2 separate regions of the Zea mays genome follow, and region 2 is linked to region 1. Evidence: chromatin contacts called from public Hi-C data. All regions are on one chromosome and are shown on one strand. The core of a region is the stretch at or near the end of the contact, and the rest is flanking DNA. Distances in the headings are between cores, read along the strand shown. Region 1 has its middle 51 kb from the start of LOC109941971. Region 2 holds the start of LOC100280070 (putative O-Glycosyl hydrolase superfamily protein).

What was found. A called contact is a pair of places that touch in the nucleus more often than the background predicts.
Region 2: a contact with region 1 is called in a Hi-C map of ear, with 2.0 times the contacts expected there. The contact joins the promoter of LOC100280070 here to the enhancer-like site in region 1. A contact is called at or near these places in 2 of 25 Hi-C or Micro-C datasets (ear and endosperm).

The regions. Positions count from the first base shown.
Region 1 is chr8:33,742,019-33,747,159 of Zm-B73-REFERENCE-NAM-5.0, reverse strand. No RefSeq gene overlaps it. Among protein-coding and RNA genes, the nearest start is that of LOC109941971, 51 kb to the left of the region's middle. Within about 2 kb of position 1,544, at least 2 of the 20 cell types and tissues checked have an H3K27ac peak or open chromatin away from gene starts, as enhancers often do. A contact at or near this core is called in ear, where this site is marked.
Region 2 is chr8:33,870,051-33,875,666 of Zm-B73-REFERENCE-NAM-5.0, reverse strand. It overlaps LOC100280070 (putative O-Glycosyl hydrolase superfamily protein), which reads right to left and starts at 3,824. Exons shown (of 3, transcript NM_001153010.1): 1 at 2,330-3,824; 2 at 1,836-2,249; 3 at 935-1,718. The coding sequence starts at 3,797. The coding sequence ends at 1,093.

The sequences.
Region 1 (5,141 bases), core at 295-2,794:
ATCCACACAAACAGAAGATATCACATATATATCACATATATACATTCGGCGCCTCTTTGTCCCCATGTCAAGCTTTCTTTGCCGAGTGCCCGACAAAAGGCACTCGACAAAGATTGCAACACTCGGCAAAGCCTTGGATTCCGGTAGTGTATATACAATATTTGTTTTCTCATTTTTTGACCAGTCGTTGGATACGATCGAGCTAGCTCGTCATGGCTTGGTGTAGCTTAAGGTAACTTGTTAAGGCAATGAGCTAGTTTGATTTGGCTCATCAAAATAATAATTTAAACGACTAGATCTACGTGGCTAGCTCGTTTGTTAGCTTGGATTGAATAACATATACTCTTCATGTGGTGCTCTCTACGACATTCAAAATTACTCCCTCAATTTACAATCTAAAACTTGACTAGATTTATTATAACATAGCACTAACATTTATGATAAAAACAAGTACTTAATTAATACAATATATTTATAAGTAAATTATATAATATAAAACAAGTACTCATTAAATTATATTTATGTTCGCAGATCAGACATGCTTTCGAAAGATCTTGCGCGGAGTCTGGAAATTATAGGAGGAGAGGAGAAACGTGATTTACGTGTGCCGTACTGATGGCGGCTCGGCTCTATATAATCGTCAAACCCATCTGAGTTCCGTATACCATTATTCACAGTCCTGTTAGCAAATCAATGCCATTGCATATTGGACGTGTACCTTAGCTAGAGTTCAACCCAGCAACGTGCATGTACCGGCCTGAAACCAAACTAATTTAATTGGCACTGAGAATTGAATAAAACGCAGTGGTGGTCATCACGCGCACTACAATTTTCTGCCTTTTCGATGCCACATTAGGACTTGTTCGTTTACGTCGGATTACACCCGGAATCGTTCCAGCTAATCAAAGTTTATATAAATTAGACAAAGAATCCGGCTAAAAATCATTCCGATCCACTAATCCGACACAAACGAACAAGGCCTTACTTGTTTCCATTCACAGTTCACAGATCGATCGACTTGCTAATGCAACATCGGATTTCGATTCGATTGGAGCAGCATGCATGAACAGCTGATCTAGACATGCCGCTTCACTGTCAGTCGAATGGGCGGATTGACAGGTTAAAAGGTTCTCCAGAGCAGTTAATTATTACGTACCATCAGTTATCTTTATCTAGTGCAATTTGGTCGCGCACAACTAATCGTTGTATTAATTATAAATTAGCAAAAGCAGATACAAATCAAATCACCGCCAACAAATGGAACGAAAGACAGGAAATAGATTTTCGTGAATTAATTTGTGTGTATGAATGGTCATCTTATAAAGAGGGGAGAGGGAGTGTAAATGGATGTCCTTGTTTTCCAGGCCAACTAGCTAGTAGGGCAACTAAGAAATTCCAAAGAAATGTTGGGTCGACGTCGACTTCTACCAGAGGGGGGAAAAGGACGATCGACATGACGACATGCATGCAGTGGTGCATGATATCCTATCTAGCAGACAGAGTTAGGATTTTTGATACATCATGGTACGTACGTAGCTGGCTAGCTCTATAGATTCACCCCTAGCTAGTAGAGAGGGGACCAAAAGAAAACTGAGAAAAAAGCGCGGGGTTAAAGGTGGGTAAAACAAGTGAAAAGCGAGAGAAGAAAAGGAGAAAAGGGTGAAAACTACGATCACCATCCAGCATAAAACCACACACATGCAGCAGAGCAGATAGCTGGAAGCTAACACAACTCGAGAAGCAAACCAAATGAAGCTTGCTCTGGCAGCTGCAAAAGCGCGTGCTTTCAGTCATTACTACAGAGTATGAAATTAGACGCGCGCACACTCTCAGTGACGAAGTTGCCAAAAAAATTGGTTACTGCATGATCTTGTCTTAGACCACCGTATATATTGACTTTATCTAAACCTACGATTGGTTGGTTGTATGTGAGAGGCGTGGACTGCATGACCGAATGCAAACAAATTATTTTGGACACTATGTAGCTGCATCCGCTTGTACCCCGTTTCGGGCGTGTCTGGCCGATCAGGTTCGCGCGAGTCTGGCTTCCCAGGCGCAACAAACCAATTAGTCATATTTCACGTGATTGGTTGCCTGACCGGCCATGCCTAGATTCGCAGTGTGTTGACCGCATGATTGGTTGCATACACGGTCCAAGCACAGCCTACACATGCAGATGTAGCCTAGGCGTTTTCCCACTTACACGCGCGGAGACGCGGGAGAGGGGCTTTCCAGATCGCTCAGGCTCACGCTGGCCTGGCTCTTACGGTGGACCAACCAACCACGCCTGTTAGGCTATCCTCAATGTTCTCACCTAAATTTCTCCCCCTATATGGCACTATGCAGCCACGTCAACAAGACTCTATCCTCTATAATTTGTTCACCCACAACGGTTCCTTCTAATAAATACTCCTCCTACACCCCACCATCCATATAAAATATTATTTTCCATACCTATTTATCACCTATTATTACTTTTTCTCCAACTAACAATCTCTACCGTACACAGAAAGCGAGTGAAGGGGGCTGGCACAGTGCCCCCTCTATCTGGCGTGTCTCTGTGTTTTCCTCTTCACATGTAGCGTCTAGAGGAGGCTTTAGGAGCGAGACTGGTTGCAACGCTTCACTCTACACCTCCCCTCCGCTAATCCTGTAGCAATTTAGCGTCACAACCACGGTGCAGCGCTGCCTCTACTCCCTCCCCTACCCCTTTGCTGCAAGCCACAACACGCCAGAGCAAGGGTGGACTATGCCAGCCCCCTTGCATCAAATTATGTGCACACCATTATTTATTAGTTGAGAAAAAATGATATTAGATGATGAAACGATATGAAAAATAATATTTAATAGTTTTAGTGGGTATAAGAGAAGAATTTAGGGGTAACTGTTGTGAAAGGGAGAAAAATAAAGGGTGGAATCTGTGTGACCAGTGGCGGAGGACGGAATAATAATTAGGTATGGTTGAAGAAGGATAAAAAAGAAAAAAACATGATGCAACACATAGGACTCGGACTTGCAACATATTGATTGCAGGCAGTATGCACTTACCACTACACCAAACATAATTTAGTAAGCCATAATGGGTACTCCGCCACTATGTGTGACGTGACACAAAAGTGAGATATAGGAGTGAAGTTTAGAGGAAACCGTTGCAGATAGTCCAAGCCCTTCTGCACTTAGCGGGAAGCTATAGCCCCTGCGGGAGCTACAGCAGATCGAGAGACACATGATGCAAACTGCAGAGCTTTTGTTGCGGATCGTACCAACATTCGGGTTTGGAATGAAGAAGCAGATGTATCGAAGAGCACCGATCGATATGCCTGCATGGTCTCTCTCTCTACATAATCCGAACAAAAACTGAGCAATCAACAAGATTTACACTCGCAATGAGCCAATGGCACATGCACGCGCGGCACTACAACTGGCGCGATATGACCGGTGCTACGAGATAGATCATGCAAGAATGCAGAGTTGGCGGGCGGCAGGCAGTGCCAGACTGCCAGTGCCAGTGTAATAGTATCTTGTACAGTACGTATATATACAGTGGAGTCCGCCGACCAGGGGGCAGCCGTAGGTGGGCTGCTACGTATTGCGTGACCGCGCGCGGTATTGGACTAGTGGTCCTGGCAGTTCTCTCCTTCCATGGCCGGGGCCGCGAGACCGCACGCGCTTTTAATTTGTGGACTCCCGGTTGACCTCGCCACCATGCACTACCCGTGTCGCTCGCGTGCGTGCACCGATCCGTCCAGCCACTATGGTATACAGTGTGTTGTTGATGTATAAAAAGAGATGGAAGTAGTGGATATAGTTTTTATAGCATTTAGATTAGAGTTAAGTGGGGATGAGGTAAACATCAGAGTAATTTTTTGGTGGCGACGTGATCCAAAAAATTGAAAGGATAGTGTTGCTACCGGCTAATCCTATTTGACCTCAAACCAAGCACATAATAAATTCGTGGTGCTAGACTATCTCTAATAGACTTCCCAATCACATTAAGAGCCCTTTGACATGACTTTTTTTTATGGCTCTAGCTCGGGCTCATCGTGAAGCCCTATCAAACAGTGACAAAAATAGCTTCTCGTTGTGAGCCCTTTGAAAGTCGGAGGCGTTTTATTGCTGTGAGCTCGAGCACAAAAAAATGTGGATGCTACCGGCTCCTACGTTTTCCACATACATCATTCGAAAAACATAGGAGAAGCTTTGCCAAACGAATTACAAAGCGGTTTCAGCTTCTCCGGAGAAGCCAATGAGTCAGAGTATTTAGAGAAGTTAGAGCCCTGCCAAAGAGGGCCTAACTATTTTAATTATTATTTCAAACTTTAATTTGCAAACAATGCAATGTACAGTTCAAAACAGTACTTTGCACAGCCGTTTACATGGCCTGCTGGAGATGGCCTAGACCCAAATTACCGGTTGGCACGGCTACAGGAAAGCATGTGGCGGACGACGATGTGCGCCACGACCGCAATCGACACAACAATATTTGAATGATATTTCCCACTTAAGAGCGGATGAAAATTAGTTTAGATCAAAATTACCTAATTTTATTCGGTATCTAACTTTTCAGATGGACTCTGTTAGATAAAATGTAACTCAAAAATTAGGAATTTTTATTGGCTTTGCTTAGCCAACAAAGACCAATTAATTTCTATCCACTAGCCATAGTCAATGAAAATTAACAATACATAAATGATCTTCGGTAATAACCGATAATGACTGAACAAGACTCAATAATTACCGGTAAATCTGATCGAGATTCAGTCATTAACAAAAATTACTAAGTGTCCTTCAGTAATTAGCGGCTTGGTGAAGTTCACCTAGGGTGACCAATAACGATACATAGACACATAAAGGAGGCTGGATCGACCCAACGTACGATTTTATAACATAGTTCACTTTTTTAACACTTTTTAATATGTATGTTGTGTCCTCGAACCTGAGATTGTCGCATGTACTCAATATATGAATTGACCTTCTTAGTAACTATCAAACACTACTCCGGTAGTTGAGGCGGCGACGGCGAGTGGTCAGTGGCGAATCTAGCCGAAAATATAATCTGGGTCATCAAGAGCGGCTTTGCTATATCATACAAGTTTTTATGAACTTTAACAGTGTTTTATTAAAAAAATTTATAAAATTTA
Region 2 (5,616 bases), core at 2,575-5,074, 130 kb before region 1:
TTTGTCCCATAATTATACCTATGGGGATAATTTTTGTCTCATACTCTAACCCTAATAGGGGAATTCACCACATGTTAGCGGGTATCGGGTCCCCATTAACATCTTTACGAGGATATATGTATGTAAAAGGCTATTCTCATTTTTCGAGAAATAAAAAATACTTAAATTTGGTTGAATATATAAAATACATTAATACTTATAATATATAATTAGAATCATTAGATAGTGTATAGAAATATAAATATTGTTGATATTTTCTATAAGTCTAGTTAAATTTAATAAAATTTGATCAACACAAGTCACATAACGACACTTTTTAAGAACGGAGCGACTCTTTTTAGAATAGAAGGAATATATAATAATATTCTCTTTATTCTTAATTATAAATTATTCTAACTTTTTCAAAGATTAACATCTCGAGTTTGATCAAATCTATATAATAAAATAATAATACTTATGATATCAAATGAGCATCATTAAATTCTTAATTATTTTTTATTTTTATAGTATATCTATATTATATCATATGCCTTGTACTTTGGAACGAGCAGAGTTGTATTGCAGAATCGAGATGGGAAGCTTTGGCAGCACTTGGAGCAGCCAAAATTATTCCTGACCGATGTCACGTGTGTAAGCGGTGTAAAGGTCACGTCATAATGATCGACAGCCTATCCATGGCTACCTGACGTGTCTTTACTGTATAGGACTGACAAATTGACCACACTCGAGTGTCAAATGTTTTATAATATATCGATTATTTGAAGTTTTACTAAGTTTATTACAAAACTTTATATAAATTTGATCAAACTTAATACCTCTGATTCAGTACCGTGGTAGAATTGTATTTAAGATGAGATCAAACTGTGCCGCAAAGGCGCAAAACAGCAATAGTAAATTTTTTCACCCGTTCTGCTTTCAGGGATACAAATCATGTGACAATTAATGGATCGATCTGCTTCTGCTTTTGTATAGCACTGTGTAAAGTAATTACACTTGCTTCCACTTTCTCGCCCGCTACATTTAATGGTTTAAAGTTATTACCTTGAGTAAAAAAAAAGAATCAATTAACGCCTAGTCCTGCAGACAAGTAGTCTACACTGCCAGGTTGATCGTGACGGGGAACGACAACACCAGCGCGTCATCTCCGACGACGACCGTGCTGACGCCCGACGGCACGACGGTGTACGCCGTCTCCTCGACGATCGCGAACGTCTTGCACACGTTGAGGGCGAAGGGCACGTCGACGGCGGCGCCGGCGGGCACGAACACCCTCCGGAACGCCACCAGCTGCTTCAGCGGCGCGTCGCCCACCTCGGGAGGCGGCGCGGTGTACACTGGCACCACGTGGTCGCCGCCGACACCGCCGGTGTTCGCCACCCTGAGGCTGAAGCTCACCACCTCGCTGCACATGTGGCTAGCGACGTTTAGGGCCGGGCAGGCTGGCGACGGCGACGGCGCACCCATCTTGTAGGTGAGCATCTTGCAGTGCTCCCAGGCGCCGATGTGGATGGTGACAGTGGCGCCGGTGGTGCCGGAAGCATAGCTGAAGTTGGTGTAGCTGAGGCCGTGGCCGAACGGGTAGAGCACAGCCGGGCCGCCGTAGAACTTGTACGTCCGGCCGGGGTAGCCCAGCGCGGCGTCGGGACGCAGCGCCATGGACGTCATGGGGATCTGGTTGACGTACTCGTTCTTGAACCATGTCAGCGGCAGCCGTCCTCCTGTTTGTGGAGTGGAGATCCAGGGTGTGCATGGTTGAGATTGAGAGATATCATAAGGCGTATGCCGAGCCGACGCAGTGAAAAGGACATCTCATTTCCAAGATTTGATGAACGTACCTGGATTGTATTTTCCGAAGAGGACGTCGGCGATGGCCGTGCCGCCTTCCTCGCCGGGGTACCCGGCCCAAACGATGGCGCCGATCTTGGTGTTGTTGTGCGCAAACGAGACGTCCACGCCGCCGGCCGACATGATCACCAGGACGATCGGTGTGGGCGAGGCCATGGCGACGGCATTGATCCAGCTGCTCTGGTTCCACGGCAGCAGGAGATCCTCCCTGTCGTTGCTCTCCCTCTCCACGCTCATGTTCAGACCAGCGATGACGATGGTCGCGTCGGCGATCTTTGCTGTGCTGGATGCTCTTCCCATCCCTTCCGCCGTGTTACACGCCCCACTGTCGCAGGCGTGCACGTACGTGGCATTCACCATGTTCCTGATAGCGTTGTATGGTGTCACAATTCTGCATGGCTTACCTGAGTATAGAAACCAAAAACCTTATTAGACGACAGTAGTAACAACACTGACCACGGTAGTCTACAGTGCATAGATTTACCTCGGTAGTCTCCCAGCATGACATCCGTGGCATTGATGTGCTCCAACAGGCCAACCAACGACACTGAATTAATCTTGTTGGGGTCCAATGGTAGGCGGCGGGCATCGTTCTTGAGGAGGACCATCCCCTGCCTTGCGGCGTCGGCAGCCAGCTCCTTGTGGCCGTCGGTGCAAACGTTGCTAGCGCCGAGGGACTCGAATTCCGGCATGCCGTCGAAGAAGCCGAGCCGCATCAGGGTGGTGTAGACGTTGCTGAGCGCGTTGTCGACGTCGCCCTCCTTGATCTTCCCCTGCCGGACGGCGTCGACGCCGTAGGTGGTGAAGAAGTCCCGGGCGCCCTCCCAGAACATGCCGCAGTCGAGGTCGAGCCCGGCCTTCATGGCCGCGGCGGTGGCCTCGACGCCGGTGTAGTTGAGCCACTTGGCGTCCCGGACCATGACGCGTACGGAGTCGCAGTCAGAGACGATGTACCCGTGGAGCTGCCACTGGCTCCGGACGGTCTCCGACAGCAGGCGCGCGTCGGCGCAGGCGGGTATCCCGTTGATGCGGTTGTAGGAGCACATGACGCAGCTGGCGTCGCCGTCCCGGATGCACATCTCGAAGGGGCGCTCGAAGGTCTCGACCATGTCGCGCTCCTCCACCTGCGCGTCGAACGTGAGGCGGTCGGCCTTGAACCACGCGTCCACGTCGTAGGCGGCGAAGTGCTTGCAGCAGCTGGACACCTTGATGGGCCGCGAGAACGGGTCTGCGGCGGCGGCGTAGGGGCGGTCGTCGACGTCCTGCATTCCGCGGACGAAGTTGACGGCGTAGCGGCCGACGACGAAGGGGTCCTCGCCGGGGGTCTCGCTGGCGCGTCCCCACCGCGGGTCGCGCACCACGTTGATGTTGGGGCTCCAGTAGGTGAGCTCTGCGTGGCCCAGGTTGTACATGGCCCTGATCTCCGTGGACACCACGCCGCCGATGGCGCGCCACAGCGACTCGTTGAACGCCGCGGCGCTGTTGATGACGAGCGGGAAGCTGGTGGCGCCGGGCACCACGTCGCCGAACCACGTGCCGCCGGGGCCGACGTCGGACACGCCGTGGAGGGCCTCCCCCCACCACTTGTACGGCGGCAGGCCGACGCGGGGCGCGCCCTCCGCCTGGTCCCCGAGGTTGCGCACCTTCTCCTCCAGCGCGAGGCGGCCCACGAGGTCGCGCACCCGGTCGGCGTACGGCAACGACGCGTCGCAGTACCGGAAGCGTGACATGTCGAGCCCCAGCGCCACGAACCGTGCGGGGTCGCACACCTTGGTGTAGTTCTTCCCGTTGGTGCTGATGGGGCCCAGTCCGCCTGTGCCGCCGCCAACGGTTCCAGCAGCCACAGAGGAAGAGAAAGAGATGGCGGCAATGGCGCACAAGAGAACGACCAAGATCAGAGGATGCCGCGAGCAGGGCGAGGAGGATGCCGACGCCATTGCGGCAAGAGGCATCCTCTGCCCTCTGCTCTTGGGTAGTTGGGCTGTGGACGAAGCGTGTTGCGTGTACAGTGCGGTGGGGTATATGAAGAGGGGCCGTGGACCGTGGTGCTGTGCAGACTGGGAAGTGGGAACATGGGCACGCAGGGAGCGTGGAAGATCAACAAAACAACATAATTGGACCAGCTGTAAATTCAGTGCAGTTGTTTTAGTAAAGATGATGAAGCCAACCGCATGCTGTTCTCGAGGATTGTGTTTATTGTGTTCGATTTGCCAGGACAAGCAGCTGTGAACCGACAAGAGCATTAAGGTGTTCACGTTCGCGTTCGGCCAGGGATGCTAGATATGCATAAGACGTAATCATAAACAATTTGGACTAGAGTCCAGCTCATATTGTCATAAGCGATTTAATAGGCTATGATTTATTAATACACTTTAGGGCTTGTTCGGTTAGCTCTCAATCCATATGGATTGAGTGGGATTGGGTGGGATTAAATCCCAAATAAGTCAAACTCTTTCTTAATTTTTTCCAATCCTATCTAATCCATGGGTAACGGGATTAACCGAACAAGGCCTTATAAGTATATGGGGTTACGGTCATTTCACAGCACATGCAATCCCTAGCCATCACTTCTCTTAGACTCGATCGCGAGATCCTTGCTACACGCGTGGTGCTACCATACTGACGTTGTTGAGGGAATGTCACACCCGATTTTAGGAAAAAAAAACAGAATGCATAACATGTGTGCTAGAATCTATTTTCATACGTATGTTGATATCATAAGTGTATATCAAAAGACATTGCTCAAATCTTAAATAAGGGTAGAGTACTTTATTACAACTCGAATGACATAAGTGTTTTCAACATTATTCAGTAAAGCATAGCAGAATTCAGGGGTAATATCCCACAGGAAGATAACCGACGCATCGCTAGATCTAGAAATCCTTTAACGTCTTCGCTAAAGTTATCCTCTTCCCATCCTTCTGATCAAAATTAAGCAAATGTGAGTACACTTATGGTTGAAACTCAGCAACTGGGGTGGAGATGCATAGCAAGCAAGGATAGGCTAAGGTTTATGCGGTTAGCATTTTAGTTGGTCAAACTTTTATTGGTCAAACTTTTATGAACAACATCTAATTACTAAGTGTAAGCATTTACCAATATCCAATTAATCATAAGTAGTAACCATTATCTCGAAAATCACTTAAGCAAAACACTTAAGTGACCCACTAGAATAAAAAAATCATGATTTAATTTCCATCTTTATATTTGATTATCATGTGAGGGTCCATGTCGCTCTTAACCGTAAGCACGATTGATACATTAGTTTTATTACTTTGCATATGTGGCACAACTATAACACCCCATGTGTTTATTTCTCGTGCGACAACGAGTACAGACTTAAGCATGGGATATCAGTGAATGTAAAGGCCACTAAGTTCTAAGTATCTTCGTCTATAACGATTTTGATATCGTGTCTGTCTCCATCTGTCTAAATTGTCCTAATTTATTTTGCAAAATTCAGACTTTAGTAATCTTCCGAAACATTGAATCCAATATCGTTTGGGTTGAGTCATCGACGTCTTGCCCAAACTCTAATCCTTGAAATCGAATCTGGTTCCTTAAACTTCATTTAAAATTCTTTCATTCTTGCGTTGCACGTGTCTCTGTGGCCTGGCATCATGGCGCGTGGCAGGTGCTAATCTGTGTCTGGACATCACACAACCTCTCGCCCATATGAACGATGTGTGACGTCGCTTTCGAAAGGATTACAATTTCGATGCCGCATCGATCTCGCGTATTTATTTCGCGAAATGTCGAGTCTTGTGTCTG